3 separate regions of the Sus scrofa genome follow, and all the other regions are linked to region 1. Evidence: chromatin contacts called from public HiChIP or PLAC-seq data. All regions are on one chromosome and are shown on one strand. The core of a region is the stretch at or near the end of the contact, and the rest is flanking DNA. Distances in the headings are between cores, read along the strand shown.

What was found. HiChIP or PLAC-seq counts read pairs in DNA pulled down with a chosen protein or histone mark.
Region 2: a contact with region 1 is called in an H3K27ac HiChIP or PLAC-seq map of alveolar macrophages. The contact joins two enhancer-like sites. A contact is called at or near these places in 2 of 47 Hi-C or Micro-C datasets (embryonic fibroblasts and fibroblasts) and 1 of 2 datasets of contacts at active chromatin or transcription factors (alveolar macrophages).
Region 3: a contact with region 1 is called in an H3K27ac HiChIP or PLAC-seq map of alveolar macrophages. The contact joins two enhancer-like sites. A contact is called at or near these places in 3 of 47 Hi-C or Micro-C datasets (embryonic fibroblasts, fibroblasts and skeletal muscle) and 1 of 2 datasets of contacts at active chromatin or transcription factors (alveolar macrophages).

The regions. Positions count from the first base shown.
Region 1 is chr8:29,758,524-29,762,855 of Sscrofa11.1, forward strand. It overlaps LOC106504622 (a long non-coding RNA gene), which reads left to right. Exons shown (of 3, transcript XR_002346602.1): 2 at 299-371. Among named protein-coding and RNA genes, the nearest start is that of MIR9840, 210 kb to the left of the region's middle. Within about 2 kb of position 1,663, at least 17 of the 83 cell types and tissues checked have an H3K27ac peak or open chromatin away from gene starts, as enhancers often do. A contact at or near this core is called in alveolar macrophages, where this site is marked.
Region 2 is chr8:29,843,471-29,847,780 of Sscrofa11.1, forward strand. All of the region lies in intron 2 of LOC100510918 (a long non-coding RNA gene), which reads right to left. Among named protein-coding and RNA genes, the nearest start is that of KLF3, 180 kb to the right of the region's middle. Within about 2 kb of position 2,706, at least 2 of the 83 cell types and tissues checked have an H3K27ac peak or open chromatin away from gene starts, as enhancers often do. A contact at or near this core is called in alveolar macrophages, where this site is marked.
Region 3 is chr8:29,864,374-29,868,390 of Sscrofa11.1, forward strand. All of the region lies in intron 2 of LOC100510918 (a long non-coding RNA gene), which reads right to left. Among named protein-coding and RNA genes, the nearest start is that of KLF3, 160 kb to the right of the region's middle. Within about 2 kb of position 1,283, at least 3 of the 83 cell types and tissues checked have an H3K27ac peak or open chromatin away from gene starts, as enhancers often do. A contact at or near this core is called in alveolar macrophages, where this site is marked.

The DNA.
Region 1 (4,332 bases), core at 413-2,912:
GAGTTCCCGTCATGGCGCAGCGGAAATGAATCCAGCCAGGAACCATGAGGTTTTGGGATTTGATCCCTGGCCTCGCTCAGTGGGTTAAGGATCTGGAGTTGCTGTGAGCTGTGGTGTAGGTTGCAGACGTGGCTTGGATCCCATGTTGCTGTGTCTGGCATAGGCTGGTGACTGCAGCTCCGATTTGAGCCCTAGCCTGGGAACCTCCATATGCTGTGGGTACAGCCCTAAAAAGCAAAAACAAACAAACAAACAAAAAAGCTACTGTGCAGACACCTCTGCCTTTGTGCTATTCCAGGGGAAACCTCCACTCACTGTGAACACGTTTAAAAGATATAATCAGGGGAGCCAAGATGGAAATGGGCAAAATGGTAAGTTAATGGCAATCACGTTTTTTGAATTTTCATATTTCTTAGGGTTTCTCCTGAAATAGAGTGATAGCTATGAATCTCCGATGTAAAATGGTACCTGCGTGTTGACTTGGTATATTACAAGGAACTTGAGTGATCTTCTGAAATAGTTCTCATTTCTCATGGCCCAGCAAGAGTTTTACTTTACATTTGCCAACACTCTAGTGGAAATATTCAGTTGTGCATTCACCCCACATGGAGTTCCCTCTATGGGCTGGGCTTAGGACACCAAGGTGAGGACCCACCCTTGAGGAACTCAATCTGGGAAGCAAGACCTTACGTCCTGTTGGATGTGGGTTTTCATCTGGAAGTGACAAGAAGAGTGTTCTGAGAGCACGGAGGAAGAAAGACTTAATTCCATCTGGACGAGTTGGTACTTGCAGGAGTTAAGAGCCCAGGTGCTGGGTACAGGCTGCTACGATTGAATCCTGGCTTCATCGTTTTCTAGCTGTGTGACGGGGGCAAGTTTCTAAACCTACCCAAGCCCTGGTTTCAACATCTCTGTAAGGTGGGAAGAATAATGAGACCCACATCATGGATATTTTTTTTTCCCCTGTGGTTGTCAATGGGATGTACCAGCGCAAGCACTCGGTGTGTGTTGCTGAGGATCGCGGGGATGGCGGTGGGGGAGGTGGAGTGAAGATGAGGGCGAGGGGATGGAGAAGGCATCACAGATTCTACAGGGTCAGGAGTTCAGTGGGCAAAGGAGGAAAATGTGGAAGACGGAAGGACATTCCAGCTGGGGCCCTGTGTTGTGTTTTATAACAAGCCCCTGGGTGATTCTGATGCACAGTGATGGTCAAGGTCCACTGAGGCTTTTACGCAAGCGAACAACAAGCTTGGATTTTCATTTTTGGAGAGAACACATCAGTGGCTGTCGGAAGGATGGTGATGAGTCTTGAGCTCAGGGCATCGTGGGGGGAATATGCAGACAGGGAATGATGTCTGTAACAGCAGGGACACGAAGGGAGTGGGTGCCTGGAAGACATTAAAGCCTGGAGGGGACCAGATTGAAGGGTGGGGAAGAGGAGGAGGCAGGCCGAGTCCGGGGGATAGTGGACACAGGGCTTTAATGCCAGTGACTAAATGGTGCCTCTGCCGTCTTGCTGAGACCGCTCATTTGTCCCTCCCTCTGCCTCCTTCATCACTGCCAAAGTGACTGACAGCACAGATTGGCATCCTTGCAGGAGGTCTGGTTCTCCTCTGGAATGCACTGCTCTCTCCAGCCACAGCCGTCACCTCCCCCGTCGCCCCCCACGGTCCAGGGACTCATTCCACCAGCCGCGGTTACTGCCACATAGGCTGATGAGTCACTCTCCCAGAACAGCTGGTGGCCAACATACTTCTCTTGTCCACGGTTGGGGAGCACTTCCAGGCCCTGCCCCGAACCCTCCCCCACACCAAACCCTTTGGTGTGAGCTCCCTTGGCCAAGCCAGCCACCCACATCTCTGGGATGGGAGGGTCTCTGGTCCAAAATTATACTCCAATTACTGCCCTGTCTATATTTTAAGCGAGATGATTAACTCATTAGTGCTTTATTATTGCCACATCTAAGGTAGAGCGACTGTAGGAGTGAAGACAGTAGTGCTGCCGTTTTGGTAGAAATGCGGATTCCTGAGTCCTGCCATAGACCTCCTGAACCACTGGGGGGTCGGGGGGTGAGGTTAGAAACCAGGGAATTTATATTTTTAATGAGCAGCCCTGATGAGTCTTCAATTACCTAAAAAGCGATAGTGGTGGCCCTGGAATTTCTTTTGTACTATTTCCTACCCACTCTGCAGCTGGAATGACCTTACACTCTTGGGGGCCCTTCTAGCTTGCTTGGAGAAAGCTAGGGCCTCCTGTCCAGGGGGACACCCATCGCAAAGCTACCAGCTCAGCCCTATTGTTGCCCTGTTCCTTTTCTTGATCCATTAGAGGCAGCCTGCAAATTATGCACATGCACAGGCAGCAAGTCCAACATATCTGCTTAAAAAAACCAGGCATTCTCATATTTGAAATAACAGTGTTGGCTTACATTGCAATAGTCCTCTTTCAGAAGATAAATTTGCTGTACTCCCAGATTTCAAAGAGTCGTGTGGACTTATCACCCATAAGATGTTTATAAAATTATTTTCCTTGGTCGGAGTAATGAATTGCTCCTAAATGAAGTCCCCTCTCACCTTTCCCTCCAACCCCTTTCCCCCATGACTCATCAAGGCCAAGTTCAGCCAAGCGATCTGTGCCACCAGACCTCAGCTGGATACCATCCATGCACAGCTAACTGAGCCCCTGATGACATCACAGGAAGGCACCATGGTCAACGTGCTTTGAAAGAGGAGTGACAGGCATGTAGGTTCAAAAAGGATTCCAAAAAAGAAATTCGTTAGAGGGCTCTGGGTAATTGGTTTGGTTTCCTAGTTGAGCAAGTTTCCCAGAGGTGAGTGTTCACTGGGTTGAGAGCTGAGGGGATAGAAGGAGGAAAAGGCATGAGCCACACCCTTGCAGAGCCTAAGGTAAGGCTGGCAAGACGAGACATGCACTCCAAAATTCAACCCCAATACAAGGCAGTAAATGTTAACGAGTGATTGGACCTCAAATGCTGGCGCCTTTCAGAGGAGCGGGCGAGAGATCGCCTAGGGCTGGAAGTCAAGGAGGGCTGAAGGCTGCCCTGACATTTGTGGAAGGTGAGGAGAGACGGAAGGCAGTGGTGGAGCTCTGGGTAGAGATGGAGTGAGCACGAGGCACAGTGTGGGGAGAGGACAGATTCTCCTGCGGCAGTTAGTAAACGGCTCTGGATGAAGCCTGGGGCTAGGGTTGGGAATGGTAAGAGCTGAAGTTCAGGTTTCATTTCTAAACATTTACCAAATACTTATGTCAGACCATGTTCAGACCTTGACTGACATTGTGTTTGTGTCTTACGACAACCCCAAGGGGCAGGTATTATCCCATGTTCCATTTTAACGTGAGACAGGGGCTCAGAGAGGCTGGTAGCTAGCCCAAAGTCACACGGCAAGGGGGTGGAGAAGCCAGGGGAAAAACCCAGGTCTACTTATGTCCAAAGTTTGTGTGGTTCATGGGGCTCTTTCTGTCCTTTTCCCCCTTCTGCAGGTCATAGTGCTGCCTAGAGGAGAGGCTTAGCAGAGGGAATCAAGTCAGGCCAGGAGGCTGGGTGTTCCTGCCTGTGCTGGTGTCCCATAGCCTCAGCCTGGCAAAGGCTGTATTTTTTGTCTCATTCACATGGCCTTGGGAGTGGTGCTAAGGCTAGGAAGGGATGGGCCAGTACTCCCTCTCTGGCCCTTTTAGTCCATCTGCTTTATGTCTGTATTTTTGAGAACGTTGACATGTATTTCCTAAAAAGCAGAAAAATGATAGCAAGATCTTACCTACACTGGGCTAATCACTCTGCATACTTTACAGCCCTAGTTCGATTTTAGTTCAATGATGAGTAAGACTCCTTCAGAATGGATTTTTTTTTTTCAAAAGTTTGTTCATTCCTCTTTTGTAATGAATCCCAAGGTAGGCATTTAAAGGCTGTAAAATGGCTTCCTCAAACTTTACAGGAATTCAGGCTTTTTCCTTCTTGTTCATCTACCATCATTTGTGTGCTGCTTCCTGGACCAAGAAGGCTGCTTCAGCTCCAGCCATCACTTCCACATTCTAATCAGCAAGAAAAAGAAGAAGATAGAAGGATTTTTTTTTTCCAGTTTAAGGATCTTCCTGTAAGGGGACCACCGCATCTCCATGTGTAATTCATTGGCCAGAATTTAGTCAAATGGAACTGCTAGATGCATAGATACTCAGAGATGTAGTCTCTATTTCATACTGCCATGTTCCCAGGTAAAAATTGATTACTAGAAAAAAGAAGGGAAGAGATATTATAGGTGGACATATAGCAGCTCTGCCACAATCCTGTTAACTTATTTTATCTTTATTATCACA
Region 2 (4,310 bases), core at 1,456-3,955, 86 kb after region 1:
AGTCAGATTCGTTTCTGCTGAGCCATGGTGGAAACTCCCCACTGTCTATATTTTCTATGTCTCATCACCCCAATTGGCCTGTGAGCACCTCAAGAGGAAAATTCGGTGATCATGTGCATCTAAACCCGAATGGAGTCAACTGCAAGGAGGAGGAAGATGCACAATTATTGAGTACCTGCCGTATACCAGAAACCCTTACCTGTTGGGTTATTTTTTCTTTCAACATCTCATTTAGTGCTCTAAACCAGGGATCAGCAAGCTACAGCCTGTGAGCCAAATCCAGCCCGTCTGTTCTAATAATGGGCTCCTGGAACAGAGCCCACTCAATCATTTACATTTTGGCTACGGCTGCCTTTACACCACAATGGCAGAGCTAAGCGGTTATAACAGAGGCTGCAAGAGCAGCAAATCCTAAAATATGGTCCATGTCTCTCTCTTTAAGAGAAAGCTTGTGGACTCCTGGTCTAAAACCACCAGAGAAGATGAGATCTGTTATCATCTGCTTTTATAGGTGAGGAAACAGAAGTTCAGAGAATTTGAGTAAATCGCTTCTGGTCACACAGCTACTAAGGGACCCAGCAAAACCCTGAAGACAGGTCTGCGTGATTCTAGAACCCATGGGCTTTTCATCTGAGTGTGGGATATCGTCAGTGAAGGCTAATGTTTAAGGATAGTGAGGCTGTCATCAAGGGAACACCCCATGGCCTGTCTTCACACTGCGTGGGAAGGAATCGAGTGGCTGGAATTACCTGGATTTTCAGGCACATATCAAATCCCTCTGCTGACCACATGAATGTTACTTCAAAAGACATTTGCTGCAGGGTTGGCTTACGCTACTGTCATGACCTCTTGGGGTCATGACTGCTTGAGGGCAGGGGCTGGGTCTCATGTCCAGGGCACCAATGTAGTCCTGGTACATAATAACCCCCCACACATGTATGTCGCTGGAGAGCCGCTTCAGGAATGACTGTTATTTTGAGAGAGATTAATTCTTTTCCCTACCACCAGATTTCAGTAGACGTCAGCATAGAAAATCTCCCACGGTCCGGTCACCGACCGGCTAGATTTCACGTTCTGTGCTGTGACTTACCAGTTATCCTACCCATGGGCAAGATGCCCACTCCACACAAACTTTTCTATTCGTATCTGTAAAATGGAAATCACATAGTTATTTCGATGAGATGAAATAAGACAAGGAGGGCACTTTCGGCAATTCCTTGCATGTAGAAAGTCATCACCTAAACGTGAGTGGTTATTATTATTGGCTAAAGTCTTTGTGTCAATACTCGGAAATTTAAATTCATTTGTGAAGCACCGTAACATCACACAAAGTGCTGGAAAGGCAGCAAAAGCGAATAAGCAAAGAAAGGAGAAAATGATGACGAAAGTAAGTCTTTCCTTTGCTTTACTTCTGCAAAAGACTTCCAGAATTTTTTAATTTTTCTTTTTATGGCCGCACCTGTGGCAAATGGAAGTTCCTGAGCCAGGGGTGGAATCAGAGCTGCAGCTGATGTCACAGCCATGGCAACAACGGATCTGTGATCTACACTGCAGGTTGTAGCAACACCAAATCCTTAACCCACTGAGTGAGGCCAGGGATCGAACCTGCATCCTCACAGAGACAAAATTGGGTCCTTAACCTGCTGTGCCACAACAGGAACTCCAGGAAATATTTGTTTTAATATGTAAAGATACCGGTGTTCTCAGGAATATATTCCACCCTACAGAGAAAAATAAGAGCAGGGAAACTTTGCCCAAACAAGAGTTTTGGAAGACGAGCCACAAATATCAGTACAGAGAGGGGAATAAAAGGGTTTTTAAAGCAGCACATTTAATCATATTAATTATTGCACATAATAGGCAGCAATGCCCAAGCTGGCTTCTCACTAAGGTTCGCCTCTTTACCCTAAAGTAATTAAACCGCTGCCGACATCTCACATCATGTGAATCGCTTCTACCTGGAATAGCTCTTAAAGCTGTAATCATGCCCCATTTGAAAGCTTGACTTCATGAATATGATTGAGAGCTTGTTGAATGAGGCAAAATTTGTCTAAGCTTCCTAGGGAGGAAAGGAAGGGACCAGCTGCTGATGGCAGACATCAATCACTGGGTTACAAGCTTGAGTCCTTTCCGCCGACTTTCAGAAATCCAATACGGAATGAGTCCCTTATGGATTCTTGGACTATTCTTGGACACATCATTAAGAGTGATTCCCATTGATTTCCTGCTCCCTTTACTCTTCGTTAAAGTTCAACTCCAGAAGTCTGTACTCTATCTGAAATGTTGTTCAAAAGGCACAAACACACAAAGGGTGGGGGGGTGGGGAGCAGGGACATCTGCTCAGACTCTAAATTTCTTTTCTCTATAGATTTTCCTTGCCCTCTAAAATATCCAATTGCCCTTTTTGCACACACTTTCCTCTTAAGTAATGTGGTTTTTACCTTAATGAAATGATTTCAAGTGACATAAAAGCAGAGGTCTATGTTTTCTCTAGTTTTTTAAAAGTCACCTTGGAATCAGAAAATCCGTGTGTCCCTCTCGCATGGATCGTGCCTATTTCGGAGCAGGCTACCAGCAAAAGGAAGTGAGATTTGCCAATACAGTGGCTACTCTGCTGACATGATGAGTCTTCACCATAGGCCTCTGAGAACCCCAGAGGGATCCTCCGGGGCTGGTACCAGCCTTCCCACATCCTCTTCCTAGGACATTGGTCACTTCTGTTCCTTCTAAGTCAGTCACTGTGTTTGTACCATGAGACCCTACTTCCCTAAGCCTCCCAGACTGGACCCAGTCTCAGTGCCTCAGCCATAGGCAACCAGAAGTAGATTCAGTATCAGGAAGACTTGAGGCCTCTGAAGAAATTCTGGACTGAAAACTCTTACCAATAGTGGTGTTCATGTTAGATGCTGACCAACCCAACCAGAGCCTGACTCCTTATGTTGTGAGGGAAGAAAAAAAAAATCCTAAGGCACATTAAGCAGAGGGACAGAATTAATAGTATCCATGACATGAACAGGAATAACCCACCTACAGAGAAACGGAAACAAATAGAAGCTGAATTAAAGAATGTGAGAGTCCCTGGAATCAAGAGCAGTGGCTGTTGTGACATCATTACCTGTATACATATACGCATATACATATAATGTTGTTTGACAAATGCTTCAAAATGCCTCAGTGCTCCCAGAGTGTTTTTCTAGTAAGGTGTGTGTGTGTGTGTGTGTGTGTGTGTGTTGTAGTAGCAGAAGGGGTTGGAGGTGCCCTTTACAGACTAAGAATATGAAGTGATTTCTTTGGACCTGATACTTTTTCTGGTTGGCTTTCTATAACCATTGGACAAACATAACTTCAAAGAACTTGAGTGAACTACTTGCCTTTAATTTAATTTCTGTTCGGTTCCACTGGCCTTTTGGCATAATCCTAAAGAAATCATGTCAAACCATCAGAAAATGTGGAGGGACAGCCAGGCAGAAAAGTCCTGTGCATAAATCTCAATTGTAAATCTATGAAGGGCAGTCCTAAGGCATCTGAGGCCTAAACTGGTATTATGGGTTGAATTGTGTCCCTCCCAAAATTCCTATGTTGAAGCCCTAATTCCTGATATCTCAGAATGTGACTGTATTTAGAGATAGAGCTTTAAAAAGGTGACTAAGTTAAAATGAGGCCATTCGTATGGACCTTAATCTAATCTGACGGTTGTCTTTATAAAAAGATGAAATTTGAAAACACAAAGAGATGCTCGGGACATACACAGGAAGAAAGACCATGTGAGGACACAGTGAGAAGGAGGCCACCTACGAGCCAAGGAGAGAGAGTTCTCAGGAGCAACTAAACACGATGACCTCTTTATCTTGGACTTCCAGCCTTCAGAACTCAGAAATGCATTTCTGTTGCTTAAGCCATTCAATCTGTGCCACCCTAGCAGACTAATACAGGTGGCATACAGGAAAATTCACTCTATAAGGAGTTGGGAGCTCCAAGCTCCAGCTGTAGTGAACTGATGTTTTCACCCACATGAGAGCAGGATGGCAAAGGGAGGACATTTGCACTTGAGCACCTACCATGTGCAGGCAGGGAGCTAGATAATCTATACACTCTCATCTCATCTGCACAACAAGCTGGTGAAGTGACTTACTCTCCTTTTGTAAATGAGGACATTTAAGCTCAGCGAATGAAGATCATACCTGAGATTGCTAGAAAGGGTCAGGTGTATCAGGCTCCCAGGCTGACACCAGGCAGGCTTGCAGGAGGCCCCTGTTAGAAAGAAAGGGTCTGGGTCAAAGTTAGACTCCAGACCACCTGGTGCTGAGGCA
Region 3 (4,017 bases), core at 33-2,532, 110 kb after region 1:
CCAGTGTTGCCCTGAGCTGTGATGTAGGTCGCAGACATGGCTCGGATCCTGTGTTGCTGTGGCTGTGGTGTAGGCTGGTGGCTACAGCTCTGATTCAACCCCTAGCCTGGGAACGTCCGTATGCCTCGGTTGTGGCCCTAAAAAGAAAATCAATCAATCAATCAATCAATCAAATGCTATGGCATCACTTGGCTGCCAGTGTGATTATGGCCACGTGATCAAACTTCCTTGACTTGGGCCACATGAAAATCCCACACAGCAATACCTTGATCTCCATCTAGGTGTCTCCTTCCTGGAGCTGCCCTTCTGGAAAGCCTCCCAGATGGAGTTTAGAGAGTTCTAGAGACAGAATGCTAGAAATAACCAACTGCAATCAGGGCTAGATGATCAGCCAGGTTCATGGTCACCCTTTTGAAATCTTTAATAATTTTTGAACAAGGAGCTCACATGTTCATTTTGCACTGGGCAAAATTAAATAGCTGGGCTCATTAAGACATCTCAGTTGGAGGTGGGAAAAAAAGAACCAATACAACAAAAATCAGAGTTTCAAAAGTCATGCTCAGCATCCACTTCCTCTATTTGCTGAGGGTTTTGTTTTTTGTTTTTTGTCTTTTGGCCGCCCCACAACATGTGGAGTTCCCAGGCCAGGGATTAGATCCAAGCCACTGTGGCAACCTAACCCGCAACATGTGATCTGGATCTGGATCTTTAACCCACTGCATGGGGGCGGGGGATCAAACCTGTGTCCCAGCACTCCCAAGACACTGCTGACCCCACTGAGGCAGAGTGGGAACCCCTGTTTGCTGAGTTCTTGACGTTCCTCTGCAACTCTCAATGGACACTATTCCCTTGTGAGACTGTGGCCCCATCGACCAATGACAAAGACAGTGACCTCAGAACTGGATCCTCAGGGATGTGGTTCAAAACCTAACTCTGTAATGGATTGGCCATGGAGACTCTGGGCAAGTTCCTCTAGCCCCTTATGCCTCTCTTTGCTCATCTGTAAAATGGCAAAACCAATCACACGTGCTTCTTGCAGGCCCCAGAGGGAGAGTGTGAAAATCGAGTGAAGAAACGTGGGTAGAGGGCCCCCGAGGAGCGCCCAGCTCCGAGTGCGTGCTTGGCGATCGTCGCTCTAAATACATAAGGTTATACTTTCGCCAAAAGGTCTTTGATAGAATCCGATAACAGCAAATCTGTGTCAGATTATGCAAAAGGGAAGACATGGGTGAGCTGGACTTCTCTGTCCTGGACGTGACCTTCCTCTTCGTGCTGCATGTTGCTACCGCTGGCTGAAAGCGTTTGTTGTTGTTACTAGGGTTGCTTGTACTGTAAATCTACAGTAATGGGAGCCTACGCTTTGGAGCTTACATACCAAGTGAGCAGAATTTTGTAGAAGAAAGAAATGGGGATGGGTGGGACTGTGGGGAGAGACTCTGTAATGGAAGCCAGGTGAGCCATGCTCTGACCAGACCTTGTCCCATCTGCCGATGGGAACTGGCCCCGGGAAAGGCACCGTCTTCCCCGTTCACATCTTTCTGTGCTAGAGAGTAGGGGAGAGGCTGGAGTGCCTCTCTAAGTACGTAACACCTCTTTGGATGGATTTTACAGAGATAGGGATTTGCCTTCTCCTGGACCAGGATGCTGGGAGGTCAGCATGAGCCCCGGGGGTTAGAGAAGTTAGATCAGTTAGTATGATCCTCTTCTCCCCCCCGCCCCCCACTTGCCACTGACTGCCACCAACTGCCACCAACTCTGTGGCTGGAGGAACGGAAGGATGGACCAGCCAGAAAGATGGATTCAGTCAACTCCCGAGTCCTCTTTCAAGGGATGCCTTTATCTCAGCCCATCACAAACAAACAAAAAAATCTATGCGAAATAAAATTTTAAAATCTTCAGCTTGGCTTCATCCCAGGACTTAACGTCTAAGGTAAGTCTCAGACGCATCCCCTTTGCCCGTGAAACGTCTTGGGCAAGACGAGGCCGCTTGGAGGATGTTTATACCAGTCCCTCCCAGGAAGTTACCTGAGGAGTCAGGCTGATGAAGCGCCCGGTGTGCCAGGCGGCCACACGTTATGCTCACGAATCGCATTATTCACGGTGAGACTCTAAGGCATTTGCGGGGAGGACACACTTAGGGCTGATACAATCTCCAGTGATTTGGTGAGAACGTTTTAAAAGGCACTGTAAAGCTTTTTGGACATAAATACAGCCAGTTTCTTACAGCACCTAAGCTGCTAAGTGCTATCTTGATGACGCTAAAACCGTACACGTTTCAAAGGCTCCCGAATTAAAACATCCAAGTGAACACGTAATTGGTGTGAAAGGAAAAACCACCAGTTAACACCCTGATGCTCACAGCCAGAAATTTGGGTGATGCGGCTTCCTTGTCCCTGGGCACCAGGGCCCTACCTCCAGAAGATAAGTGACTCAGAGCCTGTCCCATCAAAGCCTGATCATGACACTCCCCCCTCCCCCCACCACCACACCTGCAAAGAGAAACCTCAGAATTTGGCTGGAGCTGCCCAACCCTAGCCCTTCCGTATCAGACTGTGTCACTAACATCTGGTCTGTCTCCCCGTTCTCAGCAGGTTGTTCCACCAGGTCGGGTCACACCTGTCATCCACCTTTAAAGCCAGACCTGTGATCCTGTGGCCCTTCTTGACGTTCGTCCACAGTCACAGCATCTTGCTGAAAAACGCTTTCTGATTTGGCACCGAGGGTGTGGCTGAAGTTCTTTGAGACCCACCCCAATTTTCCTGCCTCTCTGTCCCTGGTCGAGCTTGAGTGATATCTGTTTTTGCTCCTTTTTAGCAACGGCCTGTTTAATGGGAGCTGAATGACTCTGTGGCCTCATCAAGAATCAGAGCAGGCAGACTCCCTCCAGAAAGAAAGGGCACAAAGAAACCCTGTTTAAGACTCACCCCTCTGCCCACGAGGGCTCCCCCCTCCCCCCCCCAACTCCCTGGGATTGACCCAAAGAACTAAACTCTTTGCTAACAACTCCATTTCCTATTTGCCCCAGGAAATTTGGCTACATTAAAACAAGGTTTACATTTTCCAAGAGACGGGTTATAAGATGACGAACCCTTCTTTTTCATTGTGGGCATTTGTTTGGCATAGGATCCCCCCCAAACCTTGCTTTCCCACAAACACTTGGTGGAATTGCTAATTAATTATCCCACTCAGGTGAGAACAAGATGAGGAGATGTACTTAGATCCAGCAGATAATCAAATGGCCAGATTAGACTTAATTCTCCTTAGAACTCTTTTCATACAGCACTTAAGAATCTAATTCTGGCTTCAGAGTGAGCTGTAAAACTAGTCATTTAAATGAATAAAAAAAAAAAAAAAAAAAAAAAACCACCCTAAGCTATTACACACCATTTGTGTGGTGTGATGTGAGTAGCAAAATGTTGACCAAGTCTTGGGCTGGCAAGGGTCACGATTTTCAGCAAGATCTAATACTGCAGCACTTGCTCTGCCATGAAGAGAGACAGCCACCACTCCCTGCTGTCTCTGATAGTGACCCCAGCCTGTAAAATGATAATTGATGACCCTAAGACCCACTCATAAAAAAAATGGCAGCTAATTATCAGGTGCCCTGTTTGTGGTTCCCAAACTGCTTCACTTGGCTTGAAGTGGAGTCACCTAGTTAGAGCAATTGAGTGGAGTGCAGCCAAGCCAATGAAAGCCGGGCTCTTAAAAGACTGCCACCACCCAGGCCCAGCCCAGCCCCGCCTCAGCCCCACCCCAGAGCAGGCCTGGCCCCAGCTCCACCTAGGCAAGCTACTGATCTGTCTTCAGGGAGGGAGCCATACAGCACTCTGCCAAGGTGCCCTTGTTAGGACTTGTCCCTCCCTGGGACGGAGTTGGGCACCACTGCTGGGGCTTGTCTCTTGAGGCTATAAGGGTATAATTAATTCCAGCAGCTATAGATTAATGTATCCCTAAGCACCTCATTGATCTTGATGGTAATGACAACAATGGAAAACATAATATATCTGAAATGCTCAA